Linked DNA regions of Sus scrofa: regions 1, 2 and 3 are each linked to region 4. A link is a contact called in public HiChIP or PLAC-seq data. All regions are on one chromosome and are shown on one strand. Each heading gives the region's core, a stretch centred on a gene start, on an enhancer-like site or on the middle of the called end of the contact. The rest is flanking DNA. Distances are from core to core; before and after follow the strand shown.

Region 1 (2,700 bases), core at 128-2,627, 130 kb after region 4:
TGTTCAATAGTTAAGTAGAGTCTTAGACAAGTCACAATCCATGTGCGCCATGGCTTCCATAACTGTATGAGTATGCTGGGGGCTAACCAAGATAATCCACGGGAAACAAGCAAAGTGTTATTATTGTCTGTCTCCCCGACTAGAAAGCAAAGGGCGCAATGGTCGGGAACTTTGTCTATTTTGTTTTCTTTGTTCCTCCATCCCTAGAACAGGACGGGCACAAGGCAAGTACTCAATAAATATTTTGGGGGGGCCGCACCTGAGGCATGTGGAAATTCCTGGGCCAGGGATGGAACCCATGCCATGGCAGTGACCTGAGCGCTGCAGTGGCAATGCCAGATCCTTAACCCGCTGTGTCACAAGGAGAATCCTTTAATAAATATTTTAAAATCAATGAATAAATAACAGCCAATATTTATCGAGTGTTTACTAGGTTCAAGAAGTCTTCTAAACTTGCATGTGTTTTATTTATGGACTATATAGAACTAATAGAATGAAGAGTGAGATTTGGGGCAGGGGGTAGTATGCCCACAGCATGCAGAAGTTCCCAAGCCAGGGATCAAACCCAACGTCACAGCTGTGACAAATGCTGGATCCTTAACCACTAGGCTACCAGGGAACTCTAAAAGTAAAATACTTTTAGATTGCAAGTGCCTCAAGGATTTGGGCACTCAGTATTAGCTCAAAGATTGATTGAAGGAAAGGATGCTTGAAGCAGAATGAATTTGCCAGGCTGCCTTCCATCATAACACAACAGACAAGTAGCTGGCAGTGTAAGATCTTAGATGATGGGTTTTGCTTGGGGGAGAGAGTGAGCATAGGCATTTCCTGCTTCACAGACCTGTCCTTGGATGGATGACCCCTTAGGCTCCGGCCTTGATTTCCCACAGGTCCTGGTCTATGACTGGATACCTGCGCTGTCAGGACGCAGCACAGCAAAGAGCAGGTCTCCTGGGGGAAGACTAGTTCTAATAAAAGTCTGGGATGGGTTGGGCTAGAGGGACTGAGTCCTGATCTCCAAAGGCTGGTCCAAGAACCTGGATCTTTTCTTTCTCTCAGGAATCAAGAATGAAAATGCCAACTGCCAGGCCATACAAGCAGCTCTTTTGTATTCCTTGGAGAGAAATGTGATGAACACGTATGGAATTTTCTCCTGGTGGCATGTACGGGGAAGGGATATGTCATTGGCCAGAGAAGGTCAGACCTCACTATGGGCTAAAGGATCTTTGCGTCTATTAGGAAATGCCCAAGGGATGTGTTTGGGCGGTTCCTCTAGTTGCGTAATTCGATTTCTGGATGAAGAGCCTAGGTTCCGGCGTCCAGGGCAAAAGCAAGAGCAAGGCTGACGCAGTGGGGAGTTTGTGACTGTGCTGAAACAGGCCTTGGCTGCCGTGTTGTAGAACAGACTGTCCCAGCTGCTTCCCAGCCTGGGTGGAGAGCCTCCTATTTCTCCCCAGACCTGTTTACACTGTGGCTTCTCTCCTGCTTTGTTTCTGAGGACTCTAGAGAGGCCAGGGGAGACAGGGGTGTGCAGCAAGGGCCTGGGGCATCTTCAGAAACTTGACTCTTCCCCCACCCTCCTGTCCCATGGCTGGCGGATTCAGGGCTTCAGGCTCAGCACATATCACCTGGGACATCAGGTAAAACAAAGAAATGTTTGTTTCTGATAAAGAGTTGAATGGATGAATGAAACCTGGAACAGAAGCAGGTCTCACAAACCTCATCTCTGGTAATCTCAAGATTAGGAACTGAGATCCCCAAAACGAGCCACTTCCAGGCAAACTCCAGAGGGCAGAACTTTCTATGAAGTCATCAGGGCTTACCCTGTACCAGTTGGAAAGAAAGACCTTCCTCATCCAAACCCTGAGCACCAACCCATCCCCCAGTAAGGACAGTGGGATAAATCACTGAGTTACTAGCTAGTTTCCTGCTCCTCACACCCATCTTTGCCCAATCCTCACCTAGTTCTGGCAGACAAGCAGACCCTTTATGAGAGGAATTTGCAGGGCAGAAAACAGAATGTTTTGAGGTCAAAGGCATCAAACACTGAAGAGCGTTCCCTAGATGTCCCGAGGAGGGGAGAGAAAATAGGGAATAGAGTATTTTATTTCAGAATAAAACGAAGAGGTTCAGCTTGCACCCCCTCCCTCCCAGACAGCACCCTGAGGGCAAAGCCTCAGAAGAAAACGGGGCCAGGATCACAGCGGGTGGGGTGCCCGGAGGGCTTCCGGATCAGCCAGGAGTCACAGACCCAGGTGGGCCTGGATCAAGTGCCACCCACCTCTGAGGACCACAAAGGCCCTGATGTTCCTGTTCAGAGCCACAAGAGCCTCAGGTTTTGTTTGTGAGTAACCCGTGATCCCTATGGGACAGTGAGTTGGAGCTGAGTTTTCATTTGATTGAAATAAATTAAACGTGTTATTTCTGGCACACCTCTGCTGCGGCCTGCGATTCACACCTGTTACGTAAGGAAGCAGCTCCTTGATTTTTTTGCCTCCACCTCCGATGTCTAAGGACCCCACGGGTTTGTGGTGGGTTGAATCAGGGAACTGAGAGACTGGCTGGGTGGGGGGTGGGGAGGTAGAGCTCAAGGGTCTAGAAAATCCTCTGGAGTGAGCCCGAGGGTCTCTTTCATCCAGACCCCCCCTTGCTGCCTGTGGTGTGGACTGGAATTCTCAGCATCCTGATTAGGACAGATGT
Region 2 (2,704 bases), core at 33-2,532, 160 kb before region 4:
AGCAGGAACTCCCTGGGCACTGATTGTTATATGAAAACAAGATGCCTACCTGGGCACTAATAAGGTCTATCTATCTTCAACCATCGGAAAACCAGAGAATTATTCTATCAAAACTGTCCCCTTAACTGATATATCGTCTGTTTGAAGGAAAATCTAATTGTAACTCTTTTAACAGGGTCTGGATACCTCTAACAAAGTGAAATCCCTATAAATGTTTAGCACATGTATTTTGTTGAAATGCAAGCTTTTCTTTCTTTCTTTCTTTTTTTTTTTTCTTTTTTTTTTTGCCACTCTGCGGCATATTGGAGCTCCAGGGTCAAGGATGAGATCCAAGCCGCAACCGCGGCAATGCAGGATGCTGTGCCCGCTGTGCGGGACAGGGGACGCAACCCGCGTCCCAGCGCTCCCAAGAGGCTGCCCATCCTGTCGCGCCACAGCGGGAGCTCTGAAATGTAGGCTTTCTTTGTGCCCTCGGTACCCCATCACCACAAAAGGAAGCCCCGAGTCCGTCTAGGCTGGATTCCCGCCCTTCTCCGTCTCCTTCTCACCTTGCAGTCCTGCAGGATCCCGTCGCAATACAGCGCCACCTTCTCGTCCCGCCACATCCCCCTCGTAGGGGACACGCAGACTGGGGGCAGCGGCTGCGCCTCTTCGTCATCCTCCTCCAGCACCGACAGAAGGGGCTCCTCCTTCTCGTCGGGCCCCTCCCCCGGGCCCTCGGCCTGAGAGACCGACAGGAGCTGGAGTCGCCGCCGGGCCGCCTCCCGGCCCGCTTTCCCCTTCACGCGACGAGGGGAGGCCACCACCGACCGCACCGGGGACACGACGCTCTTCAGGGTCCCTGCCGCCTCCAACTCCCCAGTGGGCGCGGAGACAGTCTTCTCGCCTCGCCGGCCGGGGCTGACGGTTCGGACCGAGTCTTCAGGCACCGCGGGCCTGGGTCCCGACGCCATGGCCGCAGCACCCTGACGGCCAGCGGCGGCCGTTGGCCACTTCTCCCGCCCGGACGGCGCGGGCCAATGGGCGAGCAGAGGCCTCAGGGCCCGCAACGTGCGCGGCGGCGGCTCGCGGGGATCCCGCTGCGGCGTGGGGCGCTCGGCGCGGCCCGTGTCCGAAGGGGTTCTGGAGGTTGAGGTGAGTAGGGCTGCTGCGGGGCGGGCGCGACGGGGCGGGGCGGAAGGAAGGTTCTGGAAGAGTTGGACCGCGTGGCCTGAGGCGGGGGAGGGGCGCCACTGCTCTGGGAGTCCGCCCCCCGGCTGCTGGCTCTGACCTCACCCCGCTCGCCTCAGAACTCTCCAGAAACAGAATTGCCTCCTCGGGGAGGGTTGCCATGGGCTCCTCAGGCGTTTTCAGGGTGACCCTGAGTCGCCCTCCGGGTCCTCAGGTCCGAACAAGCGGAGGCAGCACCCAACCCTCCAGCACACCCATGGCCGCACAGACACAGCCTGAAAGAAAATTTATTGGTAAACTGGGTGGCGATGATAACTGGAACTTTCTGGTGATTACTAGAGGAACTTCGTGGGGAGTCCGGAGACCTCGGTTTCCCGCAGCATCTGCACAGGGTTCCCAAAATAAAATTTCTTTGACATTTTAAGCAAGACAGTTTCTGCCAAGAAGGGTAAGGTAGTCTATTTTCATGTCCCTTTGTGCTGCTGAAAATTCTCACGTGAGAGACTATATTATGTAACTGTGAAGCTGGGCGCTCGTGTCCAGCTGAGAGTAATGTGCGCGAACTGTGAACACTTTCACAGTAAAAGTCTACTCCACGGAATACAATTTGGACGGCAGGGACCACTCGTTTCTGTTTTTTTTTTTTTTTTTTTTTTTTTTGCTATTGAACCTAAGCGGAGCCAATTGGAATAACTTTTGTTTATAGTCCAGCTGTGAAGTACTGCACTGGGGCTGACAGCTCCCACGGAGAGAAACAGCATTGGGAAAACACCTGCCTGCCTTCACCCTCATCTGGAAGGACATTGTGTTAAATTTGGAGTTTATTTTGAGGAAAATATTAGGATTAATATCGTGTTACTCTAGCTCAGGGAATAATTACAACATTCATCATGTTTGACTCTTAAGTTTATTACTTTCTTTTTTTTTTTTTTTCTTTTTAGGGCCGTAGCTGCAGCTATGGAAGCTTCCAGGCTAGGGGTGAAATTGGAGCTACAGCTGCTGGCCGACACTCGACAGCAATGCCAGATCCCAGCCATCTCTCGCCACCTACACCAGGGCTCATGGCAGTGTTGACTAAGCTGGGCCAGGGATGGAAACTGCATCCTCATGGATACTAGTCAGGTTCATAACCCGCTGAGCCTCCAAGTTTATTCCTTAAAGTTGATTCCTCTAAGTTTATTCCTTCCTCTAAACTTCCTCTAAGTTTATTCCTTTTGTCAGAAGTCCTGGATTTTTTTTTAATGATTCTCTAATTATAGATTTCATTTACCACAAGTGGATAGTTTACACCAGCATTCTTCAGAACGTTGGTTTTAATAAATTTTGTATTTTTTTTAAATTCCAAGGTTCAGAATAATAGAGACCACTTGTCTTAGTCTAAAGTTTAAAAACAACAGCTGCCTCCCAGGGGAAGGAAGGAAGAAAGGGAGGGAGAGAGGAAGGGAGGGAAGGGAAAAGAAAACAAGTATTTGTAAGGGAGCTGCTATGTGCCAGGCAATGCATAGATACCGAAGTTCTAGACATAAAATACAAA
Region 3 (2,700 bases), core at 141-2,640, 180 kb after region 4:
AAGTCCCGGAGACTGCCCAAGATCACCCATAGGCTGGGACTGGATTCTTGAATCCCCACCCAAGTCCATTAACCCCAGGAATTTTGTCACTGGTCAAGGGACAGGCCTCTACCAGGGTTAATGCCAGGAGCTATTCAAAGAATTTTGGCTACTGTCCAAAATATTTTTTTAAAAGTAGTATCAACTGTGAGCTGGATATTGTGCTAAGCACAAGAGATACAGAGCACCCAGTGTGGGAGAGAAATACATAAACAGACATACACAGCACAGCGTTGTAAGAATGATAATACTAGGCCAGATTTGTGAGTGCAGCAGCCGTGCCTGGCGCTGGGCTCCAGGCTTTAGAATTGCTATGTGACCACTGTTTCAATGACAGAGGTAAGCTCATAGTGCTATGGGAGCTCTGAGTTCCACAGACAGAGTGGGAAACGGAGCCTCTGATCCTGGGCACGAGGCCCGGGCTAACCCTGCCTCTGCCTCACCTCCCCAGCAGACCCCAGGACCACAACCCTGGATCGGGAGAGAGCTGCTCCATGGTTTGGCTTTGTTGGGCCTTCTGGGCCTCCATCCGGAAGCTCTCCTGCCCGTGCGCAGACACTGGCCCAGGCTGTTAGCGCAGAGCCCAGGCCAGAGGAAGAGTCGGGGCGGCCACCGGAGCGACTTCTTACTTGACACGAGGAGGAGGATGCAGACGTTGATGAGCCACAGGAAAGGAGCAATTGAGCTCTGTGTTTAGAAGCCAGGTCAGCTCTGGAAGATTTATTCCTGGCCGGTGGTGGAATTCCAAAACCAGAGCAAGATCAGCTTGCCCTCCCTGAGAAAGGAAATCCCCCTCAAGGGTGGCGGGTGGCAGAGGAGGAGTTTCTGGGGGTGGCGGTGGCGGGGCCTCGTGAACAGGGAAGGGAGGGGCGGGGTGGGGAGGGCAGTAGAACACTGCCCAGCCCTCCCCTCCCTGGGAAAAGTCCTAAGTCCTTCCTGCCTTGGGTGAGCCAGAGGCCACGGGCTCCATCTGCTGAGACCTCGTAGACACAGCGGACCTCTGCTTTCACCCTGGCTGGACTTCCTAAAGTCACATGCAGGAGCAGAGGGCGCTGTGACCCAGACACGGAGCGGTGTGGCCTGGGGTCTGGGTGCCAGGGGCAGGAAGGAAGGCAGTGCCAAGAATTGTGAGCCTGCTAAGGATTTTGAAAATCACCTTTTGGCTGTTATTACTGATTTAATCATCACATCAGCTCTTCTGGGGCTGGTCTCACTAAGCACCATTTACAGATAAGCAGTTACGGATTTGCTCATAAGTGGCGGAGTCAGAACTCACACCAAGTCTGGACTCAGAAGCCCGTGACTGGGGATCCAGGTGTGTGCACACCCCTACATGGTACGACCTGGCGTGCTGCAATGGAAACCACGCTGTGGCGGACGTCAAGGTGAAATAGCTCAGCCCTGACTCCACTGGTTGGTGGCTCTGGATTTTAGCCTAAAATCACCTAAAAAAAAAAAATCTGCCTTGTTTACTTTCATTCCACCAACACTGAGCAACTTCTATGGGCCAGTGCCCCATGCTGAGTGCCAGGAATACGAGCATCTACAAAATCAAGGTCCTGCCCTGGAGTAGTTTATGCGTCAGAGCAGGGAGAAAGGCTTACCCACAGATCATCGCACTGCAATGCCTACACGCCCAAGTGCTTCCAAAGTTTAAATGAGACGATAGATGCAGGTGTTGAGCAAATCCAGGGACCACCCTGATTTCCTTGAAGTTGAGCCAGCTCTCTTAGAAGAGAAGGAGAACCAAGAGGAGGATGGGAAACTCTTCCAGAACATCTCAGGGCAATCCTTCCCTCTCAGCAGTGCCACCGTGCCGCAAGGTCTGGGCTGCCTCCTGCTTCCACCTGGTATGGTGACAGGGCCATCCTTCCTTCCCTTTTTCCCCTTCTTCCTTCCTTCCTTCCTTCCTTCCTTCCTTCCTCCCACTGCTCCATGAGTGCCCAGGGAAGCCCTTGGTAGAAAGGCCCATTTAACCAGAGGCAGCAACCGGAGAACCTCTCAGCTGTGGGGCTGAGGATGGAGTGCCCTAAAGAGACCTCAGAAGGGCGTTTTCCACAGTCTGCTCTGTCTTTTAGCATCTGTGATGTGAAGGAGCTCTTATCTTCTCATTCCCATTTTCCTGGACGTAGCAGTGTGAGAGGAAAATCATTTACTATCTCTATTAACAGCTTCTCCCCTTCTCTTCGGCCTCTAGACGGGACTCCTGGGAGAGCCCTGTCCTCTCTGCCGAACTGGAGTAAAGGGAAAGGAGGAAATTGAGACAAACCAGACTGAGTAGACTGATCTCCTCTGGAAAGTAACTCTCTGAGTTACGGATGGGAGAGAAATACATAGATTCTGAGAGGGAGAGGAAAAGAAAGACAGTCTGGGTTTAGGGAGAGTTTTCAGGAGTATGAAGAAGGTGATGGTACTTGAGAGGTAGTTGTATTTGAAATGTACATGGTGAGACAGATTTTTCTCTAAGTGTTGCTCTATTCTGAGCAGAATACACTCTTGGGGTTCTTTGAGAGATTTTAGCAGAGACTGAGGTTTCCCTGTGAATTGTGTTTTGTCTATCTGACAGTTGTTTTTCTGAGGACATCACCAGGATTGGGTCACGAGGCAGCAGGCTTTGTGTGGGTCACACCAGCATCCGCAGAATTCAATCAGAAGCTATCG
Region 4 (2,700 bases), core at 138-2,637:
TTGCATAACCTCTTTAAATATTTACAGCTACTTGGTCTACCACAGTACTGTTCAATAGAATTATAGTGTGAACCACTTATGTAATTTAAATTTTTCTAGTAGACACTGTAAAATAAATAGGTGAAATTGATTTTACTTAACCTCATATGTGTAACGTATTATCATCTCGACAAGTAATCAATAAGAAATTGTTGAGATGTATGATTTTTTTTTCCACGCCACATCTTCAAAATCTAGTGTGTGTTTCACATTTTCAGCACATCTGCATGCAGACCAGCCGCATTTCAAGTGCTCAGTAGCCGCTACAGGTGACCAGTGGCTACTGTGTTGGGATGTGCAAGTCTAAAGAACCTATTTGTATTGCTTTTACCTGAGTAGGTGATTTGCCTCTTTTGCTGTCCCCGTCTTCCTGTCATAGCCTGTGACTGTAACCCCTATGGGACCGTAAAGCAACAGAGCAGCTGCAACCCTGTGACCGGGCAGTGCGAGTGTCTGCCTCACGTGACCGGCCGGGACTGCGGAGCTTGTGACCCTGGATTCTACAACCTGCAGAGCGGGCAGGGCTGCAAGAGGTAAGACGGCGGGTGCCTCGGGTACCAGGAGTCTTTGCTGCTTTATTGTCAGAGATGAATTTTTAGAAGTTAAATTTCATGGTCGTCTTGGCTTTTGTTCAGGAATTATTTGCGTGCCTGTCACGGGCAAGGCGCCCTTTGGAGGCAGTGCTGGAGGGCTGTAATGAAGTAATGGGAGAAAAGAGTGGAATGCAGTGGCCCCAGCTGTGTCAGAGTCACACAAGCAACGTTTTTTTAAAAATACAAATTACACAGTCCTTTCTGAAATGCTTAGAATCAGACCGTCTAGGGTTGCAGTGGTGTGGGAATTCCTCTCTGCAGAGCTTCTGTTCAGTGCCCGTGTGGTGCCAGATCGGAGAGCGGCAGGTAGTGGTTTCTGCAGTGGGATAACCGTCTTTGTGAGGGTTGGGTTAGAAAATGAGCTTCTGAATAGAACTCATGAAAATGATTTGAACCCGAGGGGCTTCGTAACCTTTAACATTTGTCTTAATAGCCCGTAACATTCTGTTTTCTCATGCAAACTACATCAGTCCTGTGCCAAAAGAAAAAAAGACAGGTTTGCTTAAATTCCATCTTTCTTACCTGAGAAATGTCATGGGTTTCATTTTCAGGTGTGAGTGCCATGCCTTGGGTTCCACCAATGGACAGTGTGACGTCCACACTGGCCAGTGTGAGTGCCAGCCTGGCATCACTGGCCAGCACTGTGAGCGCTGCGAGGTCAACCACTTTGGGTTTGGACCTGAAGGCTGCAAACGTAAGGGGCGCTGGTGGCTTAGAACTCTCTGTTCCCTCTAGTTCCAGTTAGAAGTGTTAAGTCCTGAAAGCGCTCTGACACCTCCCCTCCGGCCACACAGCCCACAGTCAGAGCTGTACCCAGAGCATCCCAGAGGCTTTACTCAAGGAATATTAACCATTTCTAAAACTCAGAGCGCTGGAAACCTCACTCGTTTCTTCTCAGCCGCACTATTTGCATCTTCTTTTATAGTATTTCTGAGTCTTCTTTTTTCTAGCCTTTCGTTTTTCTGAATAATTGCCCTTTGATTACCGAGCTTTCCCCCGGGCTTAATGAAAGGTTTTAATTGATCACATGCTTAGTGCGGATAATGAAACGAGGGATTCTGCTCCTATGAGTTTGTTGACTTACTCGCTGCAGTTGCTTCCCGCCCTTGGGGCCCTTTTGGTGCAGTGACACGGCCACATCTGCTGCTCCTTGGCATAAACACTCGCCTGGAATTAGGCCGTGGAGCAGTTTGGGGTTTTGCTTTCTGAATTCCTTCATCTCTCCTGTGGAATGTAACATGTCACTGGCTCTGTTCAGAGAACAAAGTGAGTAAACAAACTATAAAATAATCCAAAATCGGCATGGGCATGTGGGCTTTCTCGTTCCTTAGTAAGAGAAAAATTAAGCAGTGGAGAGATGCAGGGAGAGATGAATTCTCGAAGTGCGCAAAACTAATTTCTGTAATTATTTAATCACCTGAACTGTGCCTCCGCCAAAGGATGCTCATTTTACTTTAAAATTTACTTTGGGTTTTAAAGTGTCTGTCTTCTCTACTAAGCAGACTTAACCATTTAAATTCTCCTAAATCAGCCTGTTTTTCTCAAAGTGTCTACTTAGAACAGTAGTCCAGTCGGCTTATCGATGTCAGTCTGAGTTAAAAGAAAATGCACGTTTCCTTCTTTTTCTTATCCTGTACCCTTTTCCCTTTATTCTGCAGCCTGTGACTGTCATCCCGAGGGGGCTCTTTCCCTCCAGTGCAAAGACGATGGTCGCTGTGAATGCAGAGAAGGCTTTGTGGGGAACCGCTGTGACCAGTGCGAAGAGAACTATTTCTACAATCGGTCTTGGCCTGGCTGCCAGGAATGTCCCGCGTGTTACCGGCTGGTGAAGGATAAGGTCAGCTGTCAGCAGTGCATGCGTTCGTTCACTCAGCAGGTGTTGAAGGGGCACTTCCTGAGAGGGGAAAAAAGTGGGGAACAAGACAGACACAGTCCCTCTTCTCAAAGACACTCGAGTTCCAGTTGGAAGGCAAATAATAAAAATTAAAGAAATACTCACTGAGATGGGGGCAGGAAAGAATGCAAACAGAGCATAACAGGGGAGAACTACTGTGTTTAAAGCCTCTGT

Evidence for each region. HiChIP or PLAC-seq counts read pairs in DNA pulled down with a chosen protein or histone mark.
Region 1: an H3K27ac HiChIP or PLAC-seq map of skeletal muscle shows a contact between it and region 4. The contact joins two enhancer-like sites. A contact is called at or near these places in 3 of 47 Hi-C or Micro-C datasets (embryonic fibroblasts and skeletal muscle) and 1 of 2 datasets of contacts at active chromatin or transcription factors (skeletal muscle).
Region 2: an H3K27ac HiChIP or PLAC-seq map of skeletal muscle shows a contact between it and region 4. The contact joins the promoter of SHCBP1L here to the enhancer-like site in region 4. A contact is called at or near these places in 6 of 47 Hi-C or Micro-C datasets (embryonic fibroblasts, epiblast stem cells, fetal skeletal muscle and 3 more) and 1 of 2 datasets of contacts at active chromatin or transcription factors (skeletal muscle).
Region 3: an H3K27ac HiChIP or PLAC-seq map of skeletal muscle shows a contact between it and region 4. The contact joins two enhancer-like sites. A contact is called at or near these places in 2 of 47 Hi-C or Micro-C datasets (embryonic fibroblasts and skeletal muscle) and 1 of 2 datasets of contacts at active chromatin or transcription factors (skeletal muscle).

What each region holds. Positions count from the first base shown.
Region 1 is chr9:124,513,119-124,515,818 of Sscrofa11.1, forward strand. All of the region lies in intron 11 of NMNAT2 (nicotinamide/nicotinic acid mononucleotide adenylyltransferase 2), which reads right to left. Among named protein-coding and RNA genes, the nearest start is that of LAMC2, 87 kb to the left of the region's middle. Within about 2 kb of position 1,378, at least 20 of the 83 cell types and tissues checked have an H3K27ac peak or open chromatin away from gene starts, as enhancers often do. A contact at or near this core is called in skeletal muscle, where this site is marked.
Region 2 is chr9:124,220,568-124,223,271 of Sscrofa11.1, forward strand. It overlaps SHCBP1L (testicular spindle-associated protein SHCBP1L), which reads right to left and starts at 1,283. Exons shown (of 10, transcript XM_021063784.1): 1 at 549-1,283. The coding sequence starts at 953.
Region 3 is chr9:124,561,546-124,564,245 of Sscrofa11.1, forward strand. The region is part of intron 4 of NMNAT2 (nicotinamide/nicotinic acid mononucleotide adenylyltransferase 2); the gene reads right to left. Among named protein-coding and RNA genes, the nearest start is that of SMG7, 130 kb to the right of the region's middle. Within about 2 kb of position 1,391, at least 34 of the 83 cell types and tissues checked have an H3K27ac peak or open chromatin away from gene starts, as enhancers often do. A contact at or near this core is called in skeletal muscle, where this site is marked.
Region 4 is chr9:124,383,069-124,385,768 of Sscrofa11.1, forward strand. LAMC1 (laminin subunit gamma 1) reads left to right here. Exons shown (of 29, transcript NM_001271715.1): 16 at 419-572; 17 at 1,184-1,326; 18 at 2,291-2,469. Among named protein-coding and RNA genes, the nearest start is that of LAMC2, 43 kb to the right of the region's middle. Within about 2 kb of position 1,388, at least 11 of the 83 cell types and tissues checked have an H3K27ac peak or open chromatin away from gene starts, as enhancers often do. A contact at or near this core is called in fetal skeletal muscle and skeletal muscle, where this site is marked.